Regions from separate parts of the Gossypium hirsutum genome. Here region 1 is linked to region 2. Evidence: chromatin contacts called from public Hi-C data. All regions are on one chromosome and are shown on one strand. Each heading gives the region's core, a stretch centred on a gene start, on an enhancer-like site or on the middle of the called end of the contact. The rest is flanking DNA. Distances are from core to core; before and after follow the strand shown. Region 1 holds the start of LOC107897843 (dihydroxy-acid dehydratase, chloroplastic). Region 2 holds the start of LOC121207546 (probable pectate lyase 1).

Region 1 (6,909 bases), core at 3,790-6,289, 410 kb before region 2:
AAGTCATATTTATCACACAATGAATTATTGTCATTGTTGGCACTTGCACCATTTTTTTTCGATTGTTTAGTGTTCGGTTGGACACCTGTGTGTCTAGATGTTTTTCAATCTTGTGTTACTTGAGCTAATTGTAAAGTGTGAAATTTCATTTATATACGAGACATGAAAATTGACAAATTGATATTTGCGGTGAACCTTATATTGGCGTATTGTGAAAGATTGCTCAATCATTTTCTTTTATATTGTTAATGAAATATTTTAAGGGTTATTCTTACTCGATCCATTTTTCATTGTTGTTGTTGGCTGTGGATTAACCTTTGTTAATTTTAATTTTTTTATTAACAAGTTAGAAATTGTGAAATGATATTTATGCTAAATATGATCATATAAAAGCAATAAAATAGCATGAACGTAAAGATTTTTTTTTTGAAATTATTTTATTTTTGGTAAACTACTTGTTAATTATTTTAAAATTTGGTTGTTTTTATTTTTATTTTTGATCGCTCCCATTAATAAGGTTGAGTAAAATGGTCACAATAAAACAAATAAAAGCCAAATGTTTCAAAACCCCAAAAAATAAAAATGACGCTAAAGAAAAAAAAAAAGGTTTGAAAGAAGATAAACACCTAAATCATTCAATTTAGGAGAAGAGAGTGAAAAAGTGCTTAGAGATTAGTAGTTTAGCGAGTGGAAGAAAACTTCGTTCCAGGGGAGGCATCAATGACATACAACAAGTGTCTGTCTCTGTCTAGTTTTTTTTTTTTTTTTTTTGTGTGTGGTAGGTAGATATCACGTTTACATTATTATTTGTATAATGAAATCAGCAAAATTAATTCGAATCATAAACCCAACAACTTAATATAATTTTAATTTAAAATGATTTCCAACTACAGCTTTTTAACTTAACCTTAGAATTACAATTAATTAAGAATCGGGTTACCCATATTTCTCTTTTTTTAAACTGTTACAAACAATTTCAACTTCAATTCCTTATTCCATTTTAATTTAATTCTATTTCGACTTCCCTCTCTTTAATTTTTATTTAAATTTTTTTTTAAAAAAAATACATTCGATATAACTAGAATTTTTTAACATATTGTATGTTCGTTTTATGATTCATGTTTAAAGTTTATAATTACTTTTCTGATAATATTATTTTTAAAATTCAAACATGTAATTGCATCTAACAATATTAAAGTGATCAGAATAACAAACAGCATATATTGCAAAAATGTTTGATGATAAATCCCATTAAATTATCTTGATTTGATGAATTTAAATTATTTTACTTTTTTACTCATAATATTATATAAAAAGATCCGGTTAAGCTGTAACTCTAATTATACTAACAAAACATTATGCCACTTGTAACTTATAAAAATTTGTGACAGTGCTAATTAAATTAATCCAAATCTTCTTTCCAAAGTTTCTTCATGTATAATATTTAATATTGTAGCAATAAATGATATAAATAGATAAGGATAGATTGACTCACAACCAGCTTTCAACCTAAATTTTAAGCTCCAAATTCGCAGTATAAGTTGGCCTTTCATAAGCAATGTTGATAATCTGAGATGATGTGACAACCATCAGGCTTAAAGCAATGGCTGAGCGAGGAGGCTTGCAGGGTTCTTATTCTCCTAAAATAAAAAAATATATATTTAATTCTTTTATAGTTAATAAAAATTTAAATTGACAATGATAAATTTATACTTTAATTTTCTTAAAACAATAAAATTGTATTTTTATTATTATAAAAATATATAATTTAATGTTGATTCCTTCAAAAAAAAATTTCTATTCCGGTACTAACTTAAAGGTATTTGTAGGAACATATTTGAATAACAAGAAGTAATTGTTTTTGTTTGCCTAAGTTATTTGAATAAAATATATTTGAATTTAAAAGTGATCAAAATTTTTTAATGATTTTTATCTAAGTTTAGTTTGATTTAAGGAATGGTTGGTTAAGTTAGAGGCTAGGTATTTGAGCATTTAAATTTGATTTTATGTTATAATTGCTCAAACATGTATTTATATTTTTTATTGTATTTGTTATAGTAATTTTTTTTAAATTAATTTGATTTAATCTTAAATTAATTCCTAAACTTGGATAACAATTCATGAATTATTGCAAAATTTATTTTTATATGAATATTTATATATTATTATGAAACTAAGAAAATTATTGTAAGAATATATGAGAAGAGTGAACAAAAATGAAAGGATAATTCAATTTTCTACTTGGAAGACAATAAGTTTATACATGCCCTTTATTTATAGGATGTTAATCACCAAAGGTTAAAAGCATAAATAAAAAGATATTATGGCACCCTATAAATTCTTTAAGGGATGCGAGAGAATAAATCTTTGGGCGAGGCAAGACTTGTATAGACATCCATTTATCAATGGATTTACAACACTCCATTTTAGATATCTATCAACAAAAATGTGCATTGTTAAAACCTTATTAGGAAAAAATACACGTGTGATAAAAATTTAATGAAGGAAAATGAGTGCACAATCTTTTATAATAACTACCTCGTTAAAAACCTTTACTAGGAAATCCTAGTGTGACAAAACATTAGTTAAAGGAAAAGAGTACAATATGTTTTAGCCTCCCCTAATGGCAACATCATATTAAATCTTTAAATTGTCATTCAAACATTGTGGTTGGTAATGCCTTGGTAAAAAATTTGTCAAATTATCTCTAGTACGAATTTGTTGAATTTTTATGTCACATTTCTTCTCAAGATCATGAGTGAAAAATAATTTTGGGGAAATATGTTTTGTGTTGTCACTTTTGATGTAAGTGCCCTTTAATTGAGTTATACATTGACCTGCTGTCAAATGTAGTAATTAATTCAGGTCATTTACGCATTTAAGGGGCTTGTTTTATAGCCACTTTAGTCTTTTATATTACGTTTCTGGTATTTAGAACTTAAAATTAAATATTAGTAAAAGAAGTGTTTTTTAACACATTTTGAGTGTTGTGACCCACTAGTCCGGCATAGGCCTTATGTAGTGCTAATATGTGTAATTGAGTGTGTAGGATGAAGATTTATAGGCCTAATTGATGTGGAAGCAAGGGACGAGTGATGCACAAGCTTCCCGGGATGTCAAAGCATAAAACGAACCAAAGTTGGCATGGAACACGTCGTGTCACACCATAACCCTTGCATGGCGCGGCAAAGGTTGACTTGCTGCCCAAGTATGTTGAGGCTATTTTCATCCGTACAATCGACTTTATACAAAGACCTAGGATGTGTCAAAGACCTAATTTGGACTGCCAACACTTTTATAAATAAGACATTAGGAGTTTGATGTAACTAAGTCATCTTAGAAGCACTAAAAACCCTAGTAGTTTAGGAGTAGGATTAAATTAATTTTCTTTCGGCTTTTCTTAACTATTTGTTTTTCCTTTTGGAATCAGTTTCGATCTAAGAGTTTATTTATTTTATTAAACTATTTCAGTTTATTTCTTCTATTTGCACTCGACATATTTCATTATTCCAATCAATCGATTTGTTACTCTGTTCTCCATTCGATATCAATCCACGATTATTCTAATCTCGTTTCTCTTTCAATTCAATCGTGTTCTTCACTTGATTTATTCAATTGAGATTGAGATTATGAATAACATGAATGGCTAATCCCTTAAAGGAGATTAACGAGTGGATGGGGATGTGATTAACGGAAGATTTAGGGTTTCCTGAGAGGATTAGTTGGTATAGATTACGTGTTCTTAAACCATTAGGCTTGGCAACCATAGGAAGTTATCACAAGTTAGAAGAGGTCGAGAGATAAGTCAAACCGAGTAATTGTAGTTTATTCTAGTTGAGAAAATAAGGTCAGGAGATAAGAGAGCATCAACCAATCGATTAACTAGTTAGACTTCGGGAAGTAATAATTGGTTAATCAATAGCTAATTCACCCTAAAACCCTAATCTAAAGGTAATTACAAACCTTAAAGCGAGTTAATCTTCCTGACTGGTTTATTGATTTAATTCATTTGTTTATTTTTCATATTTAATTATTTTAGTTATTTATTTTTATCTCATTAATCTATTTTATGGTTTGTTGTAATATAGGAATTAGTTACTACTACTTAGACTTATTATTGTAAAAAAGTTTTCATAATTTATGCCATCTTCCCTTGGGTACGAACAATCATCAGAACACTTCCAAGTCTTTCGTTGTAACTAAACTATATTACAATTTGACCTGTGCACTTGCAGGCATTGCTGTCCTAAATTCTTATATATTTTTTGGTGTTATATTTAATTATAAATGATAGACGGTTAAGTTTTTGGCACCATTGCCGGGGAGATTTCAACAATAAATATTGAAAATATTTTTTTACAATTAATAAGATAAGTAAAAACATTAAAACTTATACATACAATATTTAATTTTTGTTTATTTTTTTATTATTTTCCAGGTCGTTATGACCCGAAGCTCCGGTACTCCAAACAAACCATACTCAGATTCGAAGCAAATCATTAAGCGCAATCGTTAACTCATGAACACCAATCTACTTCTTGTAATTAATTTACCTTAAGAAAATTCATTATTTAAAGATTTACGAAAACAACAAGTGAATGACCGGAAAGAAATCTCAATGAATCAGAGAACGTTGCGTAAGTACGCCTTACCTACACTAAACGTGATGCACTAAATGCGATGCGAGAAAGCATAACAAGGTCCGCAATCAATGCCAATAATTTTAAAATAAAAACAACCACGATTCAAATGATTCAAAATAGGCTGCAATTTAAAAACAATACGGTGAATACCCAAATCAACACTTGAAACGGTTGGTTCAATTTAAGGGGAATATGATTCATTATTAGTGGTCCCATTATTATCAGTTGACCGAAAATGTAGCTTCCTCACACAGAACTTATGTCCCAGTATGATATATTTATAAATAAATATTTATTAAAGAAAAACTGGCATAAGACTGGTATAGATAAAAATTAATATAGAATCATCATCCGCTTACCTTATTTTGTGGCTATCTTTCAGAAGATAACAACAGAAAAACGACACACGCGCGCGCACATTACCAACCACAGTTTTGACCGGCTCTCCTCTTCGTCTTCCATTTACCCATAAACTATTTTATGCAATAAATAAAATAAAAGCATTGCCCTCTCACCCGTCTCTAAAGCCACCCTTATTTCCACTCCCTCCGCCGGTTAGTCCCTATACTCTGTACCACGCGCCACCGTGCTTTATACCTGAATCTAAACTCATCTTTTTGGGACCCACACGAAGATTTGTTCTTATCCTGTAACCTTAAATAAGCATGTGTATCAGTGCATGGTACGTGTGTCTAGCAGTCATTCCTTACAAGCAACTAAGTAAAGTGTAGTCAGCTTTTTTTGATCCCCTACCTTAAACCCATCCCCCGCCGCCATGCAAGCCACTATTCTAACCTTACGCGCCACTGTAATCCCCACGAATAAACCACTCACCCCTCCTCCAAACCGCCGCCGATGTCTTTTCATAACGGCACAATCCCAAGCAGCCGTAACACCCGACCCTCCCTCTCCACCCACAGTAAAACTCAACAAATATAGCTCAAGAGTAACGGAACCGAAGTCACAAGGCGGGTCCCAGGCGATGCTATACGGGGTAGGATTATCAGAAGACGACATGTCGAAACCCCAAGTGGGAATTTCGTCGGTGTGGTACGAGGGGAACCCGTGCAACATGCATTTGTTGAAGCTGTCGGACGAGGTGAAACGGGGTGTTGAGGACGCTGGGATGGTTGGGTTTAGATTCAATACGGTCGGAGTAAGCGATGCGATTTCGATGGGGACGAGGGGAATGAGCTTCAGTTTGCAGTCAAGGGATTTGATTGCTGATAGTATTGAAACGGTTATGGGTGCTCAGTGGTATGATGACAATATCTCTATCCCCGGTTGTGATAAAAATGTAAGCTCTTTGTTTCTAACTTTGCTTCTTCTTTTCTTTTTAATACTTTTGTAAGCATTTTGTGTTTTATTTTTCCTGATTTTGACGCTATATATGAACTTGCCTTACTGTGAAAGGAAAAAAAAACAAAAAGATAAATGTGATTTAGTTATATGCTCATCGCTTTTAATTGTGAGAAAGAGAAGAGGAAAGAAAAGGATGTAAACTGCATTTAACTCAAGAGTGTTCTTTATCTGGTTTGATTGAAAAAATAAAATTGATTTGAAGTGATCAAATTAATTTAATTTTTAGACATTTTCCCATGGGCTCTGATTGTTTGGACTTTGGTAGAGCTATAGAAGTAGTTTATGTGTTAATGCAGTTGTGGTTCATTAAAGTTCAACAATCATAAACTATGGTCTGATATAGGTTTGCTTTCTCAATTGTGCCTTCTATTAGTCTAATGCTAGCTAGTTCTTTAGATGCCAGGTACACTTATTGCAATGGGGAGGCTCAATCGGCCAAGTCTTATGGTTTATGGTGGAACTATCAAGGTTTTCTTCTTTGCTTTGTCTAGTGCAAGTGTCATCAATGGGCTACTCTCCTTTCATTGCAAATGGCTCATTTAGTCTTGATATTTTATTAGTTTTGCTCTTAGAACACTGTTGTAAGTTTTATTCAGAAAATCACTGCCACTGTTTTAAAAAAATCTAACATTCAGAACCTATCATATACAACAAGGCTATAAGGATTGGTTTCAAAGTGGAAAGCACTCATTCTTATGAGTCATAAATGCTGTATTCTTTTGTAACTTTCCCGTAAACATTACGTGTTCATTACATTTCTTATCAATGCATCCAGCAAAGAACAAATGGCTAAATTGAGTGGGCCTGGAATAACACGATATGCTGGCAAATATGTTACGCCGAAAATCATGTCTGAATATTTTTGAAAGAATTTGAGGCATCAAATGTTCTAAGTTCTGACCTG
Region 2 (7,065 bases), core at 4,229-6,728:
GAATTGCCTTTTTCAAAATTCTAGTGAAATTGTTTTTCATATTCTTTTTCTTTTCTTTTCCTTACATTGCACCATATTTTTTCAACTTTGTGTTGGTAAATATTTTACTTTCCTATATTGAATCATCCACATTCAATTATTCCCTATCATAGTTTAGAATTGCCGTCAATAGCATTCGTAATCTTTGCCAATGTTTCAGTAAGTATTCGTTTCAATAGTTAAGATTTCGTAATTTCGTAATAGCATTATCCCACATTAATATTTAAGTTTGATTAGTCAATTTATTTGAAATCTTGCTAAATCTTGATACCAATCATTAATTGTGTGTATTTATTGTTGAAAGACCGAATCTAGGTGAATCAAATCAAAGTTGATCATGGGAAGCATCAACTGGACCTGCGGTGAAAGGTGTGAGTCTTTTCCAAGTGAATCAATGGTGATATTATGTAGGTTTAGGGCCACACGATCTCCCACATAGGTGTATGGACCACATAGGTGGACCACACGGCCATCACATGACCATGTGCACTTGTAAATTTTAAGGACTTTGTGAAGTACACGACCTTAGCTTATTACATGGTTGTGTCCTTTCTGTAAGGTAAAATTATTATTTTTCACACAGTATTAGATCGTTACACGGTCTAGCTACATGGCTATGTAACCCTTCCGTATGGTCTCCAGCCTTTCACACGACTTGGCTACACATCCATATGACTCCTATTTTATAGTTTTCCCAGAATTTTGTGAATTGTTCAGTTTAGTCCATGTATTGTTTTTAGAGTTTTTGGACACTCAATTGAGTCCCAGTTAGTATGTTCACTTTGGAATATATGATTTAATGACTGATTTGTTACTATTGTATTTTGTGATATGAGAATATTACATGCCTTTTGTCAATGTAATATTGATAAACTGTTACTATTAATACTGCTACCGCTCTACTAAGTACATATTAAGCATGTCTATTGTTTTTGTTGAACTGAATACATGTTAAGCATATCTACTATTTCTACACTATTCTATTACAAGCATGTCATATTGCATTGCATGGGGTGGAATGATATGAATGGAGGAAGAGTGGTTGTTTATAACAGTGGTGGTTCATTCACAACATAGTGGCAGTTTATCTGTAAGGTTTTTTTATCTAAAAATACTGATGGTTTACCCACAAATTTTTTTACTAACAATTTATATACAAATCAGTGCTGGTTTATCCACAACGCAATGTGTAACAGATGGATGAGTTTTGGGAAAGTCTTACTGTGGTGTATAACAGAGTTGGATAAGACCTTTTCTGTTAAACTGAAATCGCATAGCCATTTATAAGCACATTCATACAAAACTGTGAATTTTGAAATATTATACTAATGTGTTGGTATGAGAAACTGATACTCTGAATTGTTATACAATTGTAATTCTTCTAAGAATTTTTATTCCGTATGCTTTGTTTACTATTTTACATCGATTTTCTTGGGATTGGACCCACACTAACCTTATTAAGCTCACTCCCTTTAATATTCATCTTTACGGATACCCCATAAGGTTAAGATGCAGACTCTATATTTGGAAGGTCTCAGCTCAGATTAATGTTTTCATTAAAATTATTGTAGACTTAATATTATAATCTATGTTATTTAAAACTGTATTATTTTATTCAAACTATGGTATGAGACTTTTGTTTTGAGTTTATTTGGCATGCACAACATTGTTGGAAAAATCTGGTTTGAAAACGATTTTCTTGCACAGCGGAAAATTAAAACTTTGAAAATTGACCTGGTTTGTGATATTTATAGCAATAAACCTTAACCGAATACGCACCTGTGTTTTCTGATAAGCAGATCCTTAATGTTTTTCGACTTTCAACCAAATGATCTTCTTCCCTATTCTCGTACCACGAACTGCTTCGAGTGTGGGTTCTGACTAATTGAACCAAAACACGAAACTAGAAAAAGTTCTCTTTTTGGGGTGAAAACAAAAATTCTCTCTTAACAAAAATTCTCTCCTCTTTAAAAGAAACTGGTAAAATTGTTATTCTGGATATATTTAAAAGTTGAGAATAAATTCTCTCTATTTTTCGGCAGAATAACAATCTCTCAAAAGTTGTGTTAATACCTCTACCGGTGCCATCTATTTATAAGAAGAGAAAGTAGAAACCTAGTAGAGTTGTAAAGGTTTATATTAAAAAAAAAACTCTTACTTAAAGTAAGATAGGAATGAAAGACTCACCATTGTATTTCTACTAGGTTGTCGCCCCCTTCATATTATATGAGGGGTTTGGGGCCTCTCTCACATCGAGTCCACTTACGAGTACTTCCTAAACCTTTTTGACTCAGTACTCTGTAATGTGATCCAACCCAATTCAATTTTTCTATGTCCCAAAAAAATTATATATTAAATAATTTTCTCATCCCAACTTTACTCCAGTAAAATTTTGACGATTTTACCCCCGATAAAATTTTAACAATTTTACCCCCGGTAAATATTTAAGAAAATTTGTTCAATATGTCACAACTCAACATGTTCATTATGATTGAATGATTTTATTTTATTAACCAATCTGTTCGAAAAATTACAAATGTATATTGACGAAAATACTACACTTTGGGCATCAGATCCAACAAACATTTAATTTGATTTTAGGATATTGAAATATGGATTTTGAATTAATTACTCATAAAATTCTGGTTTTTCTTCATTGAAACTCTTTTGAATATCACTTCCCGCTCTGATATCATGTAAATGAGTTTTTGAAAAGTAAATAGATTGAAAATCAAGTTTTTCTAAGTGAACTTTAAAATCGATCATTTTAGGAAAATTTTATTTTTTAGTGAAAAGAATATAATACGCTAAGTTTTTCTTTAAAAATAAGCAAATGTTTTAAAACGACTATTTTATGAACTCCGATAGTTCTACTAGGCCATTTCGGTGGCCAATGTAATTTTCCAAATTCGGCCGTAGCGTCTAAGCCGAGTTTTGGAGATTACATACCTTTGTTAGTTTATCAAATAACAATCCATATTTAAGGGATTTTTTTGTACAATTATGATTTTTTTTACAACTATGATTCAAACTCAAACTATTCATTAAAAAATAACACTCAACCAATAGACCACAACTTAATGTTTTTATTATTTTAGTCTAAAATAAATATATAAAATCAACCTTATTATCTCTCATTAAATTAGTGTCTCAAGTTCCATTAAGAAAATAATGTCTCAAGTTAAATGATACCGATTCACATCAACAAATATTAAAGTGATTTTTTTAAAATATATAATGATTATAGAATAGGAAATGTAATATTTTTAACATTAATGCGATGTATGGTTATTAGTGTTAGGGGTGAGAAAAATTCAAGTCGATTCGAAAAACTCGATAAAAAATTTAAATTTTGAATTAAATAGTTTGAGTAATTTGAGTTAATCAAGTTATTCAGATCAACTTGAATAAAAAAATAATTTTTTTGATTTAACTCAAATATGAATTACAATTCGAGTTATCCGAAAATCTGAATAAGAAAAGGCAAACCTACGTTGTTTTGATAAATATTTACCTTTTATAAAGTTGAAAGTTAAAACCATTAAGTTAAAAAACAAAATTATGTCGTTTACTCATTAAGTTAAAAGGCAAAACCATTATATTGTTTATGTAGTTAAATAATCTTATATTTCGTCTACTAGTTAAATTATTAGTCCATGTAAAATGCACCATTGAGTATAAATAATAGGATTTGTTAACTCAACTCGACTTAACTCGAAATTTTTTGACTTGATTCGAAAAAATTCAAATTGAGTTCGGTTGCTAAAATAAGATTTGTTAACTCGACTAACTCAAAAAAAATTTTACTTAATTCGACTTGGGTTCGATTGAATACTCACCACTAATTAGTGTAATAAGATAAGGAAAATGATAATTTAATAGATATGTGTTGAAGTCGTTAGACTTAAAATAAATAATAATTAAAATAAAATTAAACTTAAAATTAGAATAATAAGTAAAAAGTTTTATAAAAAATAATACATTTTAAAAATAAATCACAATTTTTTTTTTGTCATTATAAAAAATAGATCATGAGAATGTCTGAAAATGAGAGATGGTGAAAAAATAAAATCACATAAAATGATAATAAAAAGTATTGTATTTAAAGGTTTATAAAAAGAAATTGTTAAAAGCATCTAAAAATCAAATTTGTTTTAGAATCATATCTAGTAGTGGGTGTCTAAATATGTTATTAAAATGATATGTAAGAGCCATGTGAAGAGAGAGAAAATAGAATACCAATTTGGTATCCTTTTAGTTGAATCTTCTTTGGAGTCAAAATCCCCTCACTTTCTCAAGGCCGTGATTGGCGCACACGTAATTTTAATTTCTTTCTTTCTTTCTTTTTTAAATAACATTTCCTTCACTTAATCCTACTATTTTAATTTAAAAATTTCATTCTAATCATTTAAATCACATGTATTTTTTTTTATCAAAAATTTATCAATGTAGCTGCAACATAAAATAAATATGCTAAATTGATAAATTTTGATAGAAACTACAAATAGCACAATAATTGTACTAGAATTTTTAAATCGGAAAAGTAAGAGGGTTGAATTTTTAACTTTTAAGAGTTAATTGCACTAAACTATTAACTTCATTCTAAATTGGTCCCTAAACTTCAAAATGTTCTAATTACATTCCCAAACTATTCATAATGTCCCACCATTATTGAAATAGTTAATTTAATCTTTCAATGACACATAAATTATTATGTGAAATAATTTAAAATGAAAATTTTAAAGAAAAGTAAAATGTTATTATTGTGTAACTTTTACAATTAAAAACTAAAAATAAAGTAAAACTGAACAAGAAGAGAGTGAACGGTTGTTTCTGTAGAAGTTTCAAAAATCCCAACACCAAGATCTTTACAACATCCATTTTTACAATATTTATTTTCTTAAAAATTTTCATTTTAAGTTATATCACATAAAATCTTACACCTCATTTAATAGTCAAATTAACGATTTTAATAGTTTGAGGATGTAATTAAAATGTTTTAAAGTTTGATGAACAATTTAGAATGAGTCATAGTTTGAGGATGTTTGGAGCAAGTATAATAAATTTTAAAGTATAAGGACTAAATCTAAAATTCTATAAAAGTACAGGGACTAATAGCATATTTTAAGCCAATATTTATTAATGTGGTTAATTAAAAAACACATCATTTAATGCCGCAAATTCAGCAGGAAACTGTGTGACATTCTGCTCCCTTCTCCAACCGTACGCCCGTAATATCTGACGTGGCATTATCCAACAGTTAAAATAGTAAAATTAAACTTATTTAACCCCGGTGAAAATGGAGTGCGGAAGAGAGACAGTTAGTGGCGGTTAGGTGACTTAGGTTATTTGGTTAAAGTAAACCTACCCAGAAAATTCCAACGTTTAATATTTTGGGTATATAATCGGCGTCGTTTTGGTCTTTCTGTTTTGGTGTTCACTTTTTTTTTTTTTTTTTGCTCGTGGCTCTATAAAAGCCGTTTGCTTGGAGCTTGTACTCTGACTCTCCCTGCTTCACCATCTCCTTCTTTCCTTGGATCTCTCTGTCTCTCTCTCAATTTTTCCTCTGTTTGGATAGAGAGAAAGCTTTTAAGTACCGAAGAAGCGGAGAAAACTGCAATGGCGGTTTCCAAGAAATGGTTTTTAGCTTCTTTAGCTGTTCTGTTTTTGTTTCTTGTTGGAGCAATGGCCACTGTACAGACCAACAACGATTCCAGGTCTTTCTCTTTCTTCAACTCAGTTTTCAAGCTTTCTCAGTTTTATTTTAGTAAAAGAAAGACACAGAGAGTCTCCATTGTTTGTTTTCTCTCGGGTTTTCGAATTTGCCTTGCAAAATTGTTGCCTACATACATTATGTCATTTTATGGTGAATTAGAATACAAAAACTATACAGAATTTTCATTGTTTAGATCTTGAAAAATAGTCTCATTCTCAGAAAGAAAAAATAATTTTTCCTTTCTAACGGATCCATTAATATTCCCTCTTCAAAAACTTCACTTAATACGTTGAAAATGAGATTTCAGTGTCCTCTTTTTTTTTCTTCAAAAAAATGCTAACTGAAAATGGAGCATCACTGCAAAATACTAGAAAATTTCAATTTTCATTTATATTATGTTTATATATTTTTACAGCACTGTGGAGATAGAGAAGCTGCAGAACTCAAAAAACTCAACAATGGCAACTAGGTAATGTAGAGCTTAAAACTAGCCTTTTTTTGTATTTATTTTCGTTTTCTTTTTCCAATTCTGATCATCTCAGCCGTTATGTTTAATCTCCGTTTAACCATGAAATAACGATCCCATCCGTTGAGATCCAGATCCTTAGATCTCAACCATTTACTCCGTTACACAATTCAATTCCCGTATGTAGAAAAAGAAAAAGATGGTATAATGAGGAAGGGCATTTTATAAATTCCCGTCGAGGGGTCCACACGGGGTTTCTGTTTCTTCCCCCTTGAAAAACACTTTTGTAACGGTTTTGGAGTACTGTTGGTGGACGACACAGTGAATCCGCTTTAAGCAGTGTGTTTCATAGAATTATTAGTCACCGACGAGAATAAGAAAATTAAAATGAAATATTTAGAATTAATTTTATTTAATTGGAATTTGGGTTGGTGTGATTGGGATTTCAGGTCAGAAGAGGTTAAGGCCTTGAATGAACATGCTGTGGCTGATCCAGAGGCCGTAGCAGCCGAGGTTAAGACCATCATTGACATGTGAGTCTCTATAAACATTTCTTTTGAATTGCTAAATATGTAAATAGAGAATGTAAAAGTTGAAGCAGAAAGATTCCCTTTTTTTGCCAAATTTTCATTTATCATTAACCATAAATCAAATGGATTACAATCTTATATGTTGATGTTGTTTGTTTACTCCCGACTCCACCATTATAGTCAGATCCGTGTCTAACGGGCACGACCCTTTTTAATATTTCTTGCATCACATGACCGTATCATTGTCTTTCCAATCGTACCTCGAAGTACAAATTTTTTATTCAAAGCAATTAAACGCTTTATCAACCTTACTA

What was found. A called contact is a pair of places that touch in the nucleus more often than the background predicts.
Region 1: a contact with region 2 is called in a Hi-C map of leaf, with 2.4 times the contacts expected there. The contact joins the promoter of LOC107897843 here to the promoter of LOC121207546 in region 2. A contact is called at or near these places in 4 of 34 Hi-C or Micro-C datasets (hypocotyl and leaf).

What each region holds. Positions count from the first base shown.
Region 1 is chrA10:63,987,667-63,994,575 of Gossypium_hirsutum_v2.1, reverse strand. LOC107897843 (dihydroxy-acid dehydratase, chloroplastic) reads left to right here and starts at 5,039. Exons shown (of 14, transcript XM_016823421.2): 1 at 5,039-5,940; 2 at 6,402-6,473. The coding sequence starts at 5,419.
Region 2 is chrA10:63,581,854-63,588,918 of Gossypium_hirsutum_v2.1, reverse strand. LOC121207546 (probable pectate lyase 1) reads left to right here and starts at 5,478. Exons shown (of 7, transcript XM_041077853.1): 1 at 5,478-5,756; 2 at 6,171-6,224; 3 at 6,671-6,754. The coding sequence starts at 5,659.